Linked DNA regions of Sus scrofa: all the other regions are linked to region 1. The links are chromatin contacts, called in public Hi-C and promoter capture Hi-C maps. All regions are on one chromosome and are shown on one strand. Each heading gives the region's core, a stretch centred on a gene start, on an enhancer-like site or on the middle of the called end of the contact. The rest is flanking DNA. Distances are from core to core; before and after follow the strand shown.

What was found. Promoter capture Hi-C pulls out the DNA fragments that hold promoters and counts their contacts. Hi-C and Micro-C count contacts between places; a contact is called where the count stands out from the background.
Region 2: a Hi-C map of liver shows a contact between it and region 1, with 8 times the contacts expected there. The contact joins the promoter of STK35 here to the promoter of PSMF1 in region 1. A contact is called at or near these places in 2 of 47 Hi-C or Micro-C datasets (heart right ventricle and liver) and 1 of 2 datasets of contacts at active chromatin or transcription factors (alveolar macrophages).
Region 3: a contact with region 1 is called in a promoter capture Hi-C map of fetal liver, with 2.6 times the contacts expected there. The contact joins the promoter of CSNK2A1 here to the promoter of PSMF1 in region 1. A contact is called at or near these places in 2 of 5 promoter capture datasets (fetal liver and liver) and 1 of 2 datasets of contacts at active chromatin or transcription factors (alveolar macrophages).

What each region holds. Positions count from the first base shown.
Region 1 is chr17:34,162,233-34,166,894 of Sscrofa11.1, reverse strand. It overlaps PSMF1 (proteasome inhibitor subunit 1), which reads left to right and starts at 2,172. Exons shown (of 7, transcript NM_001243340.1): 1 at 2,172-2,452. The coding sequence starts at 2,324. LOC102164496 (a long non-coding RNA gene) reads right to left here and starts at 2,094. Exons shown (of 3, transcript XR_001302079.2): 1 at 1,919-2,094.
Region 2 is chr17:33,410,931-33,415,592 of Sscrofa11.1, reverse strand. It overlaps STK35 (serine/threonine-protein kinase 35), which reads left to right and starts at 2,265. Exons shown (of 5, transcript XR_002339847.1): 1 at 2,265-3,679; 2 at 4,266-4,662.
Region 3 is chr17:34,690,754-34,695,415 of Sscrofa11.1, reverse strand. CSNK2A1 (casein kinase II subunit alpha) reads right to left here and starts at 2,456. Exons shown (of 13, transcript XM_003134359.5): 1 at 2,295-2,456. It overlaps LOC110257457 (a long non-coding RNA gene), which reads left to right and starts at 2,495. Exons shown (of 3, transcript XR_002340068.1): 1 at 2,495-2,700.

The DNA.
Region 1 (4,662 bases), core at 923-3,422:
TGGGCTGAGCTCAGGCCAAGAATTCATTCATTCTGCATTCACTCATTCATTCATTCAGTAAGTATTTACTGAGACAGGAAGGCATTCAGGTATACCTATACACAAGACGGACATGGTCCCTTCTCCTTGGTCAAAATTAATGTCAAATACTTAAGCAAATACATATGTAATATAGTGTCAGCTTATGATAAATGCTTTGCAGGTAAGAAAGCGGGATAAAAGGTTAAAGATAGGAGGTTCTTTTCCATGGGGTGTCAGGAAGCCCTCTGCTGAGGCTGACATGATGTGAGGAAAGGAGTCAGTTAAAATGAAAGAGCATGTGGATATATGAGAAAGTGCAGTTCGGGCAGAAAGAATACATGCAAAGGCCTGGAGAACAGAACACGCGGAAAAGGGAGACTGGTTAGGAAGCTACTGCTATAGTCCAAGTATGAAATGCCAGAGGCTCCAACCAGTGCGGGTAGGAAGAAGTGGTCGGATTCAGAGTATACTTTGAGGGTAAAGTGGACGAGCTTTGCTGTTCGATCCGATGTGGGTATAAAAGAAGAGGGGAGTCAAGATCACTGCAGACGAGTGCAGGGGATGGGAGGAGAGTTGGAGGAGATAATGTTAGAGAGAGGCAGGGGTGGGGAGCACAGACCATAAGATGGTTCCTACAGACCATGGGAAGGACTTACTTTTCTCTGCAGTGTGATGGGAGCTCTGGGAGGGTTTTGAGCAGAGGAGGGATGTGAGCTGGCATACGTTCTAACAGAATCTCTTGTTGCAGAGTGTAGAATAGACTTTAGGGAGACAGAGATAGAGTAGGGCAGTTGAGAGGCTGGTGTCAACATCCCAGTGAGAGATGATGGTGGTTTGCAGCAGGGAGCTGACTGAGATGGGAAAACAAAATTTGTTTGAGTAAAAGCAATAAGAGGATTTCAAGAAACTTGTTGAAGAACTAATACATAATAAAAATTACGAAGGAGGGAATTCCCGTTGTGGCTCAGAAGAAATGAACCCAACTACTATCCAAGAGGATGCAGGTTCCACCCCTGGCCTCCATCAGTGGGTTAAGGATCCCACATTGCTGTGAGCTGTGGCAGAAAAAAAAAAAATTATGAAGGAGACAGGAAAATGAATGACTGAAATTTGGTAGTAGATCAGGAGCACCAGCTCTGGAGTTAGCAGCTGTGTTTTTGGGGGGAAGTGGCTTCCATTCTTTGAACTGGTGATAAATATGAAAAGTGGGAATAATAATGAAACTTAACACATAGAGTTTTTGATAAGGTGATATAAAGGTGTTTGTTTTTTTGTTTTTTTTGTTTTTTGTTGTTTTTGGTTGGTTGGGTTTTGTTTTGTTTGTTTGTTTGTTTTGTCTTTTTGCCTTTTCTAGGGCTGCTCCTGCGGCATATGGAGGTCCCCAGGCTAGGGGTCTAATCGGAGCTGTAGCCACTGGCCTACGCCACAGCCACAGCAACGCGGGATCCGAGCCGCGTCTGCAACCTACACCACAGCTCACGGCAACGCCGGATCCTTAACCCACTGAGCAAGACCAGGGATCAAACCCGAACCTCATGGTTCCTAGTCAGATTCGTTAACCACTGCGCCACGACGGGAACTCCCGATATAGAGGTTTTGACACAGGATCTAGCAGCAATAAACATTTAATCAATGTTATCCAAGGAGCTAGACTAGATTGCAGTATCACCTCTGCCACTCACTCATCTTGGTCAAATTTACCCCTTTGTTCCTGTTTACCCATCTGTAAAATGGAGTTAACAAAAACTTTATGGGGTTGGATTGTGAGTTTTAAATAAATGAATACAAGTATTTAGAATTACGTGGTCCGGAACAAGCACTGCATAAGTGCTAACGATTATTATCAGTATATTTTAGGCCTATTTCATAATCTCTTCCGCCACCAGCATAAACCCACCTCATTCTGCAGATGAGAAGTCTGTGGCTCTGAACAAAGTAGCCCCTCCTCAAGGACGCCACAGCCTGCGTGTAGTGGCTCCGCCAACTACGGCCAGTTGAAGATTTCGTCTTTGAAGGACCTCACCCCCAGGATATCCGCCTCGCCCGCCCGCTGCCTGGCGGAACATTTGAGAGTCGCGCTCTTGCTTCCAGTCGGGCTCACTCTCGCAGCACCGCCGGCCCCGGCAGGCACTTCCGGCGGCCACGCCCCCAGCACTGGGGCGTCTCCATTTTGGCCGCGCAGGTTAGGGACGTGACTCAGACCAGCGGATCGGCGAAGCGGTGTTCTCGGTACTCTGAGGGCCGAGCCGGCTCACCGCACTCTCTCCCTTCCTTATTCTGCCTGCAGAGGCCGGGGGCGCGCATGGCGGGCTTGGAGGTCCTGTTCGCGTCTGCGGCGCCGACCATCACCTGCGCGCAGGACGCCCTCGTCTGCTTCCTACACTGGGAGGTGGTTACGCACGGCTACTACGGCTTGGGCGCCGGCGACCAGGTACGCCAACCGAGCCAGCCCAGGGCCAGGGTGGAGGGGGTAAGGTGTCTCCTGCCTGAACCCAGAGGACCGTCGGCTTGGTCCTTAGTGCCTGGCCTTCCCTCCTCCCCAAGTCCAGGCACTGAGGCTTATGACACCATTGCTCCCTATGGCCTGCAGGTCAGGGAGGTGCTAGCTGAACTGTCCCAGCCCAGCTGGCACAACATGATTTGAAAAGCCAAGGACAGAGTCTCGCTCCCGTACAGCCCGGCAGTCTCCCAGGCCGGGATTGTGTGGATCTGGCACCGAGGCAGGTGTGCAGCCCCCCTGAGCCCTCTTCACCTATCTGAACTCCGCGAAGCTTCTTCCCATACAGCTGGGTGGGTGGGGCTGTTGTCAGCACTATCCTCCTACTGTACTTAGCGCCCAGCAGGTATCTGGATCCATGCAGGGGTATAGGGGTGAGCTTGGACCCATTCAGCTCCAGTCAAGGGCCCTGAGAGCTCAGACACCCTCTCCCTTTCCTGAAGGGCCCAGTGCAGCCCACTCTCTGGTTGTCATCTTTAGCTCAGGCTTTGGGGCAAGAACAGCCTGCCACACACATGCAGAGGTGCACCCTGTGTGTGAGGGCCTGTAGGTTTGCATCCCCAAAGATGTCCTACAGGACCAGCCCCTCCTGTTCTCTTGTCCTCAGGTTCTGCCTCTTCCTGCTGGGGGCCTTGTTGTCATCCCCACAGAGCCCTAGGACTGCTGGGCCCAGGCAGCCTCACTAATTCTTTGCTGTAGCATTCTCCCATCTGCCCCTGCCCCTTCCCTCTGACTCTCCCCCTCCACATCCTTGTACACTTCCTCTGAGAACTGGGCGGGAAGCCCTTACTGTCCCTTCGCTCCATCTGAGAAAATAGCCTCCCGTACACACACTCAGCCAAGCCACCACTGCCTTTTCACTGTCAGAACCTAGACCAGCTCTGGGGAGCAGGGTGCTTCACTCCTTCCATCTCACAGTGAGATCTTAATCTTACTTTCATTTCTAACTGCTTTAGTTCTCAAGCTCCCTAATCCTTTTTAGTTTCTCACGCATACATCCAGAGACTTAGTTTTTCTTCTTCTGATACAGAGCTTTAGGGATCCCTCGTCAAACACAGTTTATACATCCAGGTTCTGTACCCCATCCTCACTGTCCATTCCTTTTCCCTTAGAACTGTTGACCAAGACCATCACACCCTGATCAACAGGAATAAGAAACACAAGTATTGTCATGGATCTCTGGCTCCCCCCCTCCCCCAGACTTGGCTTTTCTGATCGCCCTGCACTTTGTCTCACTTGCCTTGCCTTTCAACATTTCACAATTTGGGACCAGGTAGAGGCGGCCCACACTAAACAGTCAAATTTCCCCTTTCAGTGCATAGTCTCCCCACTTGGCTCCATTCCAGCTTTCCAGTCTTTAACAGCCCTTTCACTTGCCCCAGGCATTTCATATCACCTTTTCTGGGGTGTTCTCCTAGATAGCTGGTGTGTAGGATGGTTCCGGGGACAGTGGGACTGAGAGGAGGGTAAGACTTGCCTCTGCCCTTGGGGCTTCCCTATCGGCTCTCAGCATCCCCCCCCCCAACCCCTCAGATCGGACAGGTCTGCCCTGCTCGCTGTCCCTTCTCATGTACCTCACTCTGTTTACTCTCCCCCCAGGAGCAGGAACTTGTTACAGGGACTCCCTTCTCCCCATTACACAGACATGTATCAGCACTGCTCACACCACTCGTCCCCTCCCAAATCCTGTCAGCAGTTCTCTCTCAGTCACTTGGACAGCTTAGGGACATCAGTTCCTGTAGATCATTGCCCTGTCCTAACTGGCATCATTCCCTTGCCATACACTCCAGGCTCCTAAGTTTTCAGAAAGTACACAATTTCACTTTAATACTGGTCTAACAAAGTGAATAAAGGATCCTTAACTGAATCCCAGAGATCCATCTAATTCCACTCTCTTCTTGGTGCCACATGTTGAGTTCATGCTGACCAATAAAAAGATAGTTACCCCTAAGATGCCTACAGCTCCAGGCATCTTAGGGGTGGCCAGGGAGAGTGGGGATGAGGGTTTGGAAGGTATTGTCCATCTGTTTATGTCCTCTGAGGGGCCGGGGGGCAGGTGGTGGCGGGAAGGTGGCGTTTGTAGGGCACACTGGAGCATGAAGTGTAATTGCTTCTCTCTGCCCTTTGTCTGAAGTGCCGCTGGA
Region 2 (4,662 bases), core at 1,016-3,515, 750 kb after region 1:
TCCATCCAGGCACCCACCCCAAGCTTCCGTCCTTCCGCACCGCCACAGCCCTTCGGAAGACCTCCTCCCATACCCGGCATCAGCTTCTCTTCCCCTAACCCCTTCCCATCCTCGGCTCCCCCGCTACAAATATTTCAAACCCCCTGATTCTCTGCCAGTCCCCTGCCACCTGCAGCCCGCAGCCCTCAACCCCCCTCCCCACTCCCACTACCCTCTAGCAGCGCCCTCTCCCACTGTCCATGCCTTCCACACTCCCTGCTATTTTCCCACAGAACCCCAACCCCGCCTCTGCCTCCAGGCTGGCTGCCCCTTGAGTGTCCTCAGCCCCTGCAGCTCCGGGGATGGGACCGGAGCATCACCACTCTGCTTCCCACTGCCCTTCCTTGATCCCGGCACCCCAGGCACACCACCTCCTCGAATGATCCCACCTCAGGGCCTTTGCACCTGCTTCTCCCTCGACATGAAATGTCCTGGGCGGTATGCATCCAGCTGATTCTTTTACTTCCATCAGGTCTCTGCTCAACAAGTCACCTCCTTAGGGAGGTTCTCCCAAACCCTCCATCCCCAAATAGCACCTGCTTTATTATCACCTGCTTTAGTGTCCTTTGCAGGGCTAATGTTATTTGAATCACATGATTCCACGATATCTTTTTTTTTTTTTTTTGCCTTTTCTAGGGCCGCTCCCGCGGCATGTGGAGGTTCCCAGGCTAGGGGTCCAATCAGAGCTGTAGCCATCGGCCTTCGCCAGAGCCACAGCAACGTGGGATCCAGGCCGAGTCTGCAACCTACACCACAGCTCACGGCAACGCTGGATCCTTAACCCACTGAGCAAGGCCAGGGATCGAACCCGCAACCTCATGATTCCTAGTCGGATTCGTTAACCACTGAGCCACGACGGGAACTCCCCCACAATGTCTTATTTTCTATGTCAGCCCCTCAAAGGCCGGGGCCTACGGGAAGGGCCTAAAGCCTCCCTGCTGCTCCTGCCCTTTTCTTCCATGTCTCCTGCAACTATTGTGTTCCAGTCATGTCCAGCGCATGTGAGGCTCCAGGGAACTAGGCATAGGCATGTTTGCTGACAGGGAAGCCGAGGAAGAAGGTCCTACATGTTCACATAAATGCCCGCCATTAGGGGGGGCTGAGGGGGGTAAGACAGTGTGAAGAGCCTGGGGTCTCAGTTCAAATCCCAGCTAATCAAGCTCCTCCCTTTAGCCTCTTCATCTGTAAAATGGGGCTAAGAACAGTACCTCACAGGCATGAGAATTCTTTGTTACCTTCTATGCCTGACAGAAAACTTTAATGAATGTTGGCTATTGGTCATAAGAATAAGAACAGATTACCACTGTAACTTAAACCAGGAGTTCCCATCGTGGCTCAGTGTTTAACGAATCAGACTAGTATCCATGAGGACCTGGGTTTGATCCCTGGCCTCACTCAGGGGGTTAAGGATCCGGTGTTGCTGTGAACTGTGGTGTAGGTGGAAGACTCGGCTCAGATCCCGATTGGACCCCTAGCCTGGGAACTTCCATATGCCGTGGGTGCAGCCCTAAAAAGACCAAAAAAAAAAAACCCTACAAAATACACACACAAAAAAATTGTCCAGGAGTTCCTGTTGTGGCTGGTAGAAACCAACCCGACTAGTATACCTGAGTTAATTAACGGCCTTTCTAGATTAAAGGAAACTAAAGCGACATGACAACTAAATGCAACATGTGTTCCTCATTGGCTCCTAGAGGACAGCTATATTACTGGGACAATAGCAAAATTTAACTATGGAAGTTGTATTAAATCATATTATTGTTAAAGTTCTTGATGTTGATCATTGTACTGAAATTTTGCAACAGAATATCCCTGTTTTTAGGTAATACACACAGAAGTAGTTAGGAATTAAAGAGCATGATGTCTGAAACAAAGTGTTTTTTTGGGGAAAAAGTACATATATATATTGCATATAATATATGCACAAACATATACACAAGAGAGAATGTGATAATGCAAGTAGTAAAATATAAAAAATTATTATGACAATTTTAAAAGTATATGAGGGCGTTCCCGTGGCTCAGCGGTATTGAACCCAACTAGTATTCATGAGGACGCAGGTTGGATCCCTGGCCTCACTCAGTGGGTTAAGGATCCGGTGTTGCCGTGAGCTGTAGTGTTGGTCACAGATGTGACTTGGTTCCCGAGTTGCTGGGGTTGTGGCATAGGCCAGCAGCTGCAGCTCTGATTCAACCCCTAGCCTGGGAACCTCCATATGCTGCGAGTGCAGCCCTAAACAGCAAAAAAAAGTTTTTCAGTGACCACACTAACAGAAGTGGCTTGACCGCAACCCTCAGGCACTGTTTAGCTTATTCTTCTCCTTCGTTACACACTAATATTGTCAAAAAAAGACCCTGGGTATTAGCTTATTTAATAGTATCTGATAGTTAATGTGTGCAAAGCCTGACCTAAGTGCTTTAACCATCTACCCTCAGTGGATTCTCCAACTACTATTCTTCTCATATTACAGATGAGGACTAGAGACACCATAACGTTAATTAATGGTGTTCCCTGGTGGTCTAGCAGTTAAGGGCTCAGAGTTGTCACTGCTGTAGCTGGGGTTATTCCTGTGGCCAAAAAAGTTTACTTGTGCAAGGTCACCCATATGATTCCATGAGGCACAGAACCTCAACTAAGGTAGAGACTGTCTTGTTCACAGCTCTTTCCCTGGCAATTTAGAACAAAAACGGTGCCTAACATATTATAAGCACTCAATAAATATCTAGATTCAGTTAACAGATATAAGGCATCTAGGAGGCATTGGAGTACAAAGCAGTGAAAAAATATTTAAAAATTCATGCCTAAATGGAGCTTACATTGAACGCTCTCAGGCCTGCACCCAATTAGCCACCCTAGATATAAATATGTACGTGTATGTACATTTCATTTGGTGCTATCAACCCTGAAAATTAGGGCCTACCCACTTTGCAGAAGAGTAAACTGAGGGTCCAAGTGGGGCAATGTTTTGCCCAGGATCCAGGGGCTTAACAGGAGGCAGGGCTCTAGATTCCAACCCAGACCGGGCGGTTCCCAGGCAATCCTTATGCATTAATCAAACCGACCAATCCAATCACCCAATCAGTGTTTATTTGGGCCTACTGCGTGCAGCTCCTCTTCCAGCGCAGGCCAGGAAGGGAGGAGGTTGTGCTGCGCAGGCGGCTTCGGAGACCGGGGAGTTACAGCCAGATCGCGGGAATTTGGCGCCCATTTTCTGCTGGTTAGGTGTTCTAGCCTGTGATTGGGCCTCGGCGCGGCGTGAGTACGCCCGGCTGCGGCTGGTCGGCCGACCTTGGCAGGACCCAGGCGGCGCGGTACTCTTCCGGCCTCCCGGGGGATGGGCCACCAGGAGCCCCCGCTGGCCCGAGTGCGGGCCGGACGTGAGGCTTATATAAAAGGGTTACGTAAAGGGCTCAGCTGGCGCGAACACGTGGAGAGCCGCGGGAGCCCCTACGCTCAGTTCTCCCCCGAGAGCGCCGCTGCCATCACCCGTGCGGCCGCAAGCTCCATTGCACGCTCGGCCCGGGCCAACGCCTCTCGCGCCGCTCCGTACCGGAGGCAGCCCTGGCCCGGAGCGGACCATCCCCAACCCGGGGCCTTAGAGGGGAAACGGGCTGCCCGGAAGTGGAAAGGAGCCGGCCAGGTAAGGGTGCGGTCCGCGGAGTAAAAGCCAGCAGCCAGCCGGGGCGACCCCGGAGCCTCCTGGGCAGAGCAGGAGGGCCCCCAGATTAGCGCGCTCAGGAACGCCGAACTTTTAAGGCGACTCTTTCCACCCGCAGCCTTTCGGGACTTGGGTCGGTCCGCGGGGATCCGTTCGAGCTTAATTCAATGGACTGTTTACACCCGGGAGAACACAGGGAGGGACGCGGGGAGGGGCATCCCAGAGGGAGCCGAGCGGGGGAACCAGATCTCCACAGGCCGATTTGGCGCTTAAGGCGATTTTCTTAAGTCACGACCGCTGCAGGTCCTTGTTTTTCGTATTGTTATAGGATAAATCAACTGAACAGACGAGGAGGTTTTGCTTTTCTTTCCGGCTCCCCCTCTGAGCCATTGCCCCGTGGTTTCGTCTTTCCCGCTTTCCCCTCCCTTCCCCCGTTCAGTCAGCCGCCGTGGCTTCCGTCTTAAAGGGGCCGTGGCGGCCGGAGGAGGAGGAGGTGGGACGCCTTGCGGCCTACGCTCCTTGCCTCCCCGCCTCGGCCTGCGCGTTTAACCGGTTCTTTCGCCCACAGGTCACAATCCAAGGTCCCGATCCTCCGCGTCCCGGGGCCGGACGGAGGGATGAGGCAGGGGGGGCCCGGGCAGCGCCGTTGCTGCTCCCCCCGCCGCTCGCAGCCATGGAAACGGGGGAAGAGGACGGCGCCCGCAGAGGTACACAAAGCCCCGAGCGGAAAAGGCGAAGCCCAGTGCCGCGGGCGCTCAGCGCGAAGCTGAGGCCGGCGGCGGCGGCCCAGGCCATGGATCCGGTGGCGGTCGAGGCCCCGGGCGAGGCCTACCTGGCGAGGCGGCGGCCCGAGGGCGGCGGCGGGTCAGCGCGGCCGCGCTACAGCCTGCTGGCGGAGATCGGGCGCGGCAGTTACGGCGTGGTGTACGAGGCAGTGGCCGGGCGCAGCGGGGCCCGGGTGGCGG
Region 3 (4,662 bases), core at 1,207-3,706, 530 kb before region 1:
GAGGTCTTCATTTCCTTGCTGGCTGTCAGCCGGGGCTGGTCTTTGTTACTAGAGGCTCCCCGCATTCCTTCTCATGCTTTCCATGTGGCCCCCTCTAGCAACAGCAAATGGAGTCCCTCTCATGATTCGATTCTCTCTGATTTCCCCTTCTGCCCCAACTCTCTGACTCCCAGCTGGAGAAAGTTCTCTGCTTTTAAGAGTTCATGTGATTAGACTGGGCCTACCCACAAATCCAGGATAATCTTCCTATTTTAAGATGCTTAACCCTAATTACATCTGCAAAGCCCCTTTTACTACCTAACATATTTACAGATTCTGGGAATTAGAGTTTGGATATCTTGGGTGGTGGTGGTCATTCTGCCTACTACAAAACCAAACCCTAAGTTTTAAGGCTTTAAACTCAGTTCCCAAAGAAAATCTCTCCTTTATCCAAAAGAGAATGTGAAGTGAAGGGGTATGTTCAGAGATAGAGACAATGGTAAAATCAAGGACTCACCCTGGAAGAGAGTGACTAGGCAACAAGAGAACTAAAAATACACTGAAAAAAAGAAGCTGCTACTTGTTTCATCCCCAATAGCAAGGCAATTAACCCATTAGGCAGAAACTAACCTACTGCTCCCCCTTAAATGTGTGATACTCTTCTCTATCGTATTCCATGATACACCTAGCCATGTTTGGTTTTTGTTTTTAAACAAATGTTACCCCAGGGTGACCTAATTTTGTAGTCAGCTGATCAACCAATCTATGCAAACTTCAAATATTTTTATTCTTTCAAGTCATACACCCTTCCCCAGTAGCAAAAGAAAGTCAAGTATTTCAGTCACAGGGGGGAAAAACCTGCCTATGTAAAACTGCAGGTAAACTTTTAAAAATGACAATGAGGAAGAACTAGTGTTGGTCTTGGTCTTTCAGCCCAAGGTCCACCAAGCCAGTTAAGCCAAGTGACTTACAACAAAAGAAAAACACTGCAACAACTACAAATATAATACTCTGAAGGCTTGCCTGTAAGATTACTGACCATAAATTTTACCTAGAATTGAGGAACCTCAAATATACCATTTAGTTCCTTTAATAAAAGTGAGCACTTACCACCTGCAGGGCACTGTGGTAAGCACTTGACACAAATTATCTTATTTATTCCTCATCATAAACTTATCATCTAGGAAATATCATCACCCCCATTTTACAGATAGGAAAACTGAGGCTTACAGCTAAGTAGCAGTGGCACTTATATTTGAGAATCTAGATATTTACTGCCACTCCTTAGATGGAATGGGGTCTTCCAACTCTTAGAAAAATCTTCCTTTTCTAGCTTTCTTCTCATTTTCTCTCTCCAAGACCCCTTCTCATAAAATTTAGCAGTTGAAAGTTAATCAAGTCTTCCCTAATTTGCCACCTCTTTTCCAAAACTCTTGCCTTCCCACAAGAGCGATAGCCAAGAAACCACTTCTCCTGACCCTGACTTTGCTTCCCCAAAAACAAACTACATAAGCTCCACCCATGACCTGCCAAGGCTAGAAATGTTCCAATGCTGCAAAAACAAAAAACAAAAAAAACGAAACAACCCCCCCCACAACAACCGAAAAACAAAAACAAAATTAAAGTCCTACTCTTCAAAAGGTCACAAACTAACATGTATACTCTCAGTCAACCTTTCATTCGAAATACCTCTCCTCTTCCACCAAGCTCCCAACTAACCCTTAACTTCATTCAACTCTACCCGTTCTGCCCCACTACGTGGTTCCCTTCCCCTTTATCCCCAGTGACCTCGCCCCGGGTCCCTCCACCTTGCACTCTAGTGTGCAGGTGGGAAGCCCAGCCTTGCCCAGAGGGACCTTAGTAGGCCCTCACTCCAGCTGCTGTGCTCCGCGAGAGGGCCCACCCCAGCCTACACAGCCGGCACCACTCCCCTAGGCACCCTCCTCCAGCATCCCCCCTGCGGCCCCACCCCTCAAGCTCCCTTCCCCCTCTGGCGACCCCCTCCTCCAAGTTGCCCCCTAGTCTCCGCCCCGACCCAGCCCTCTCCCCAGCAATAAGCCGGACTCTCGAGAGCCAGTTCCCACCCTCACATCAGCCTCTGCCCCCCAGCCTCACTCCCCGCCCTAGGGGATGGCCCCAGGCCTCCCCGATGGGCTGCAGGGGCCCCGGCTGGTGTGTGTGTAGAGGGGGGGGCAGGGGAAGGCGAAGGGCCGCTCGGGAGTCCGCTGGAAGCGTGAGAGGCGGCCGCGCCCCACTGCCCCATCCTGGGCCCAACCCCACTCCACAACGACCTCGCCTGGCGACTCCCACGGTACCTGTGGTGGAAGCGGCAGCGGTGGCGGCCGCACTCCCCTCTCCTCACACAGACAATATGGCGGCGGCGGAGGAGGAGACACACGGCTCGGCCGCCAGCCGCAGGGCCCAGAGCGAGGCTGCAGCCGCCGCTGCCGGAAGCGGAAACCCCCTCGGACCGGGAGGCGGGGCGGGACCGCTTCCGACTCCGCCCCCAGCTGACTGTAGCAGAGTGCGGCCATGGTGGGATGTCCTATTGTACGCTAGGGGTTCAGTTCCGGACCAGGGTGCAAAATGGAAGGAGTTCTCGACATAAAGCATAAAAGCGAAGCTTGTAGTAATTAAGCACATTTTATTTCAGCGCCTGTATGAACTGACGAGAGAGAGAACACGAACCTCCCACTAAGTGTACAGTTGGTTTGACCCAAGGTAAGATGGCGGTCCCTAGTTTCCCGCACTTCACCCCGCTGGCGAGTCCTAGCAGTCTGCAAGCTGGCCCGCCTTTCTTGAAAAGAAGCATGCGCGACCTGCAGAGCTGTAGAGCGAAGCATTTTGGGAATTGAAGTCTCTTGCTGTGGTCCCTCGTTTAGGGTCAGGGCTTTAGCAGCACATTTTTTTTCTGCTCAGACTTCGAGTTCTGGAACAAGTGAACGAAAGTTGGACCCCGGGAGTGGTGTGGCGCAGGAGTCGAGGAGGTGATGGTACTAGCCCTCTAGAGATTGAGACCCGGTTCCTCCCTCATACAGGAGTCCTAGTTAGAGCTGCCCATGCAGGATAAATTTTCTCCCTTCGATCTGCCGCTCCTCCACCCCGCTTGCCTGAGCTATCTTCCTAAGGCAGCTACAGGGCACTTTCTACCGTGCAAAACTGATCTTGACGTCCTCTTGGTTGAAAACCTTTCAAGGCTTTCCTTTGTGCAGCAAAGACAGCCCAAGCTCTTCTCTTGACATCCAAGTTCCTGCATAATTTGGACACTCCCCACACCCTATCCCCAGCCTCTTCTACCCCTCTTACTTCAGCTTCCTGATGCGCCCACTCACTAAAACTGCAGACTATTCCTGGAACTTATCTGTGTTGCCTCCTTCCCTTTGCACGGGCAGTTACTTCTGTTCCTGTCACCTCCTGGACCGGCTAACTTCTGTATGTTACTCGAACTAATTCAGGGATCCTTTCCTTTGTGGATCTTTCCTCCCTTTAGTTCCTCCAGACCTAGGCACCGTTACTCAGCAACCCTAACCTGCCCCTTCCATCAGACTGTGAGCCCCCAGTGGACAGGGCTGAGTCTGATGATCACCCTGTTCCCTGCAGGCCCTGCTAAAAGCTGGTGTCTTAAGTGTTACTGAGAGGAATTCAAGTGTTAGCCTCAGACAGAGGTGTGAGGTCTGGAACAAGGGTGAGGAGGCTGGGTTATTTTGGTACCAGCTCTTATCCCTGAGCTGCCTCAGAATAGCTGCTTGACCCAGGGATGGCCCTCCCCACCCTCTCCAGTCCCCCTTTCACAGTTCGTCAGCTGATTGGCACCTCTGCTCCCAAAGAGACAATCTCCTCCTCTGTGGGATGAGGGTGGTGGCAGCTGTAGACGTAGTGATGGCCTCAAGGAAGTGGCCATGACCCTTTTTGGGGCTCGTCTGTCAGACAGGTCTGTGGCATTTGACCTCAGGGGGCTGAGAGTGCACCGAAATGGCACTATAGGTGCCCTCAGGCTGGTGGTTATTCTTCCTTTATGGGGCTTGGTTTCCCCTCTTGTGGACTGAAGCAGTTAGACAAGATGATTCCAAGATTTCTGTGAAGCCCTCTTCCAGGAAATGACACCTTCACTTAGCTTTTGGACCACTTCTTTTCAGCTCTTGTGGTTCCTCCGCGCCCCCCCCCCATCTTTGTTCGCATTCAATTCACAGCTGTTAATCACTTGTCATGCACCAGACAGTGTGCTAGGTGCTGGGGATGTGGTATGAGCAAGACAGATACCAGTTCCTCATGAAGCTCACCTTCTAAAGTGATAAGTAATGCAAAGGTAAACAAAAGAGTAACAAAATAATTTCAGGTAGCAGTAAGTGCTATGAAGGAATAAGATAAATAGCTGTGGAAAAGAATGAAAAAGGGGGAGAACCTCCAGTTGAGTGGTTCAGAAAGTCCCTCTGAGAAAAAAACAGTAAGAACAAAGGTCCTAAGGCATGAGAGAGCTTGGTAAGATTGAGGAAGGAGGCCAGGGTAGCTCTGGAATTTCATCTGAAAAAGAATGGGAGCAGTCCTAAGACTTAGCCCTCACACCTTTCTTGGGATCTCACTGCTCCTGCAGCCTCAGTTCTTCATTCTTCCACCCAACTCCAGCCTCCGCCCATCACATCCTTAAGAGGGCTCGCCCAGGCACATTCATACCACGCTTCGAAC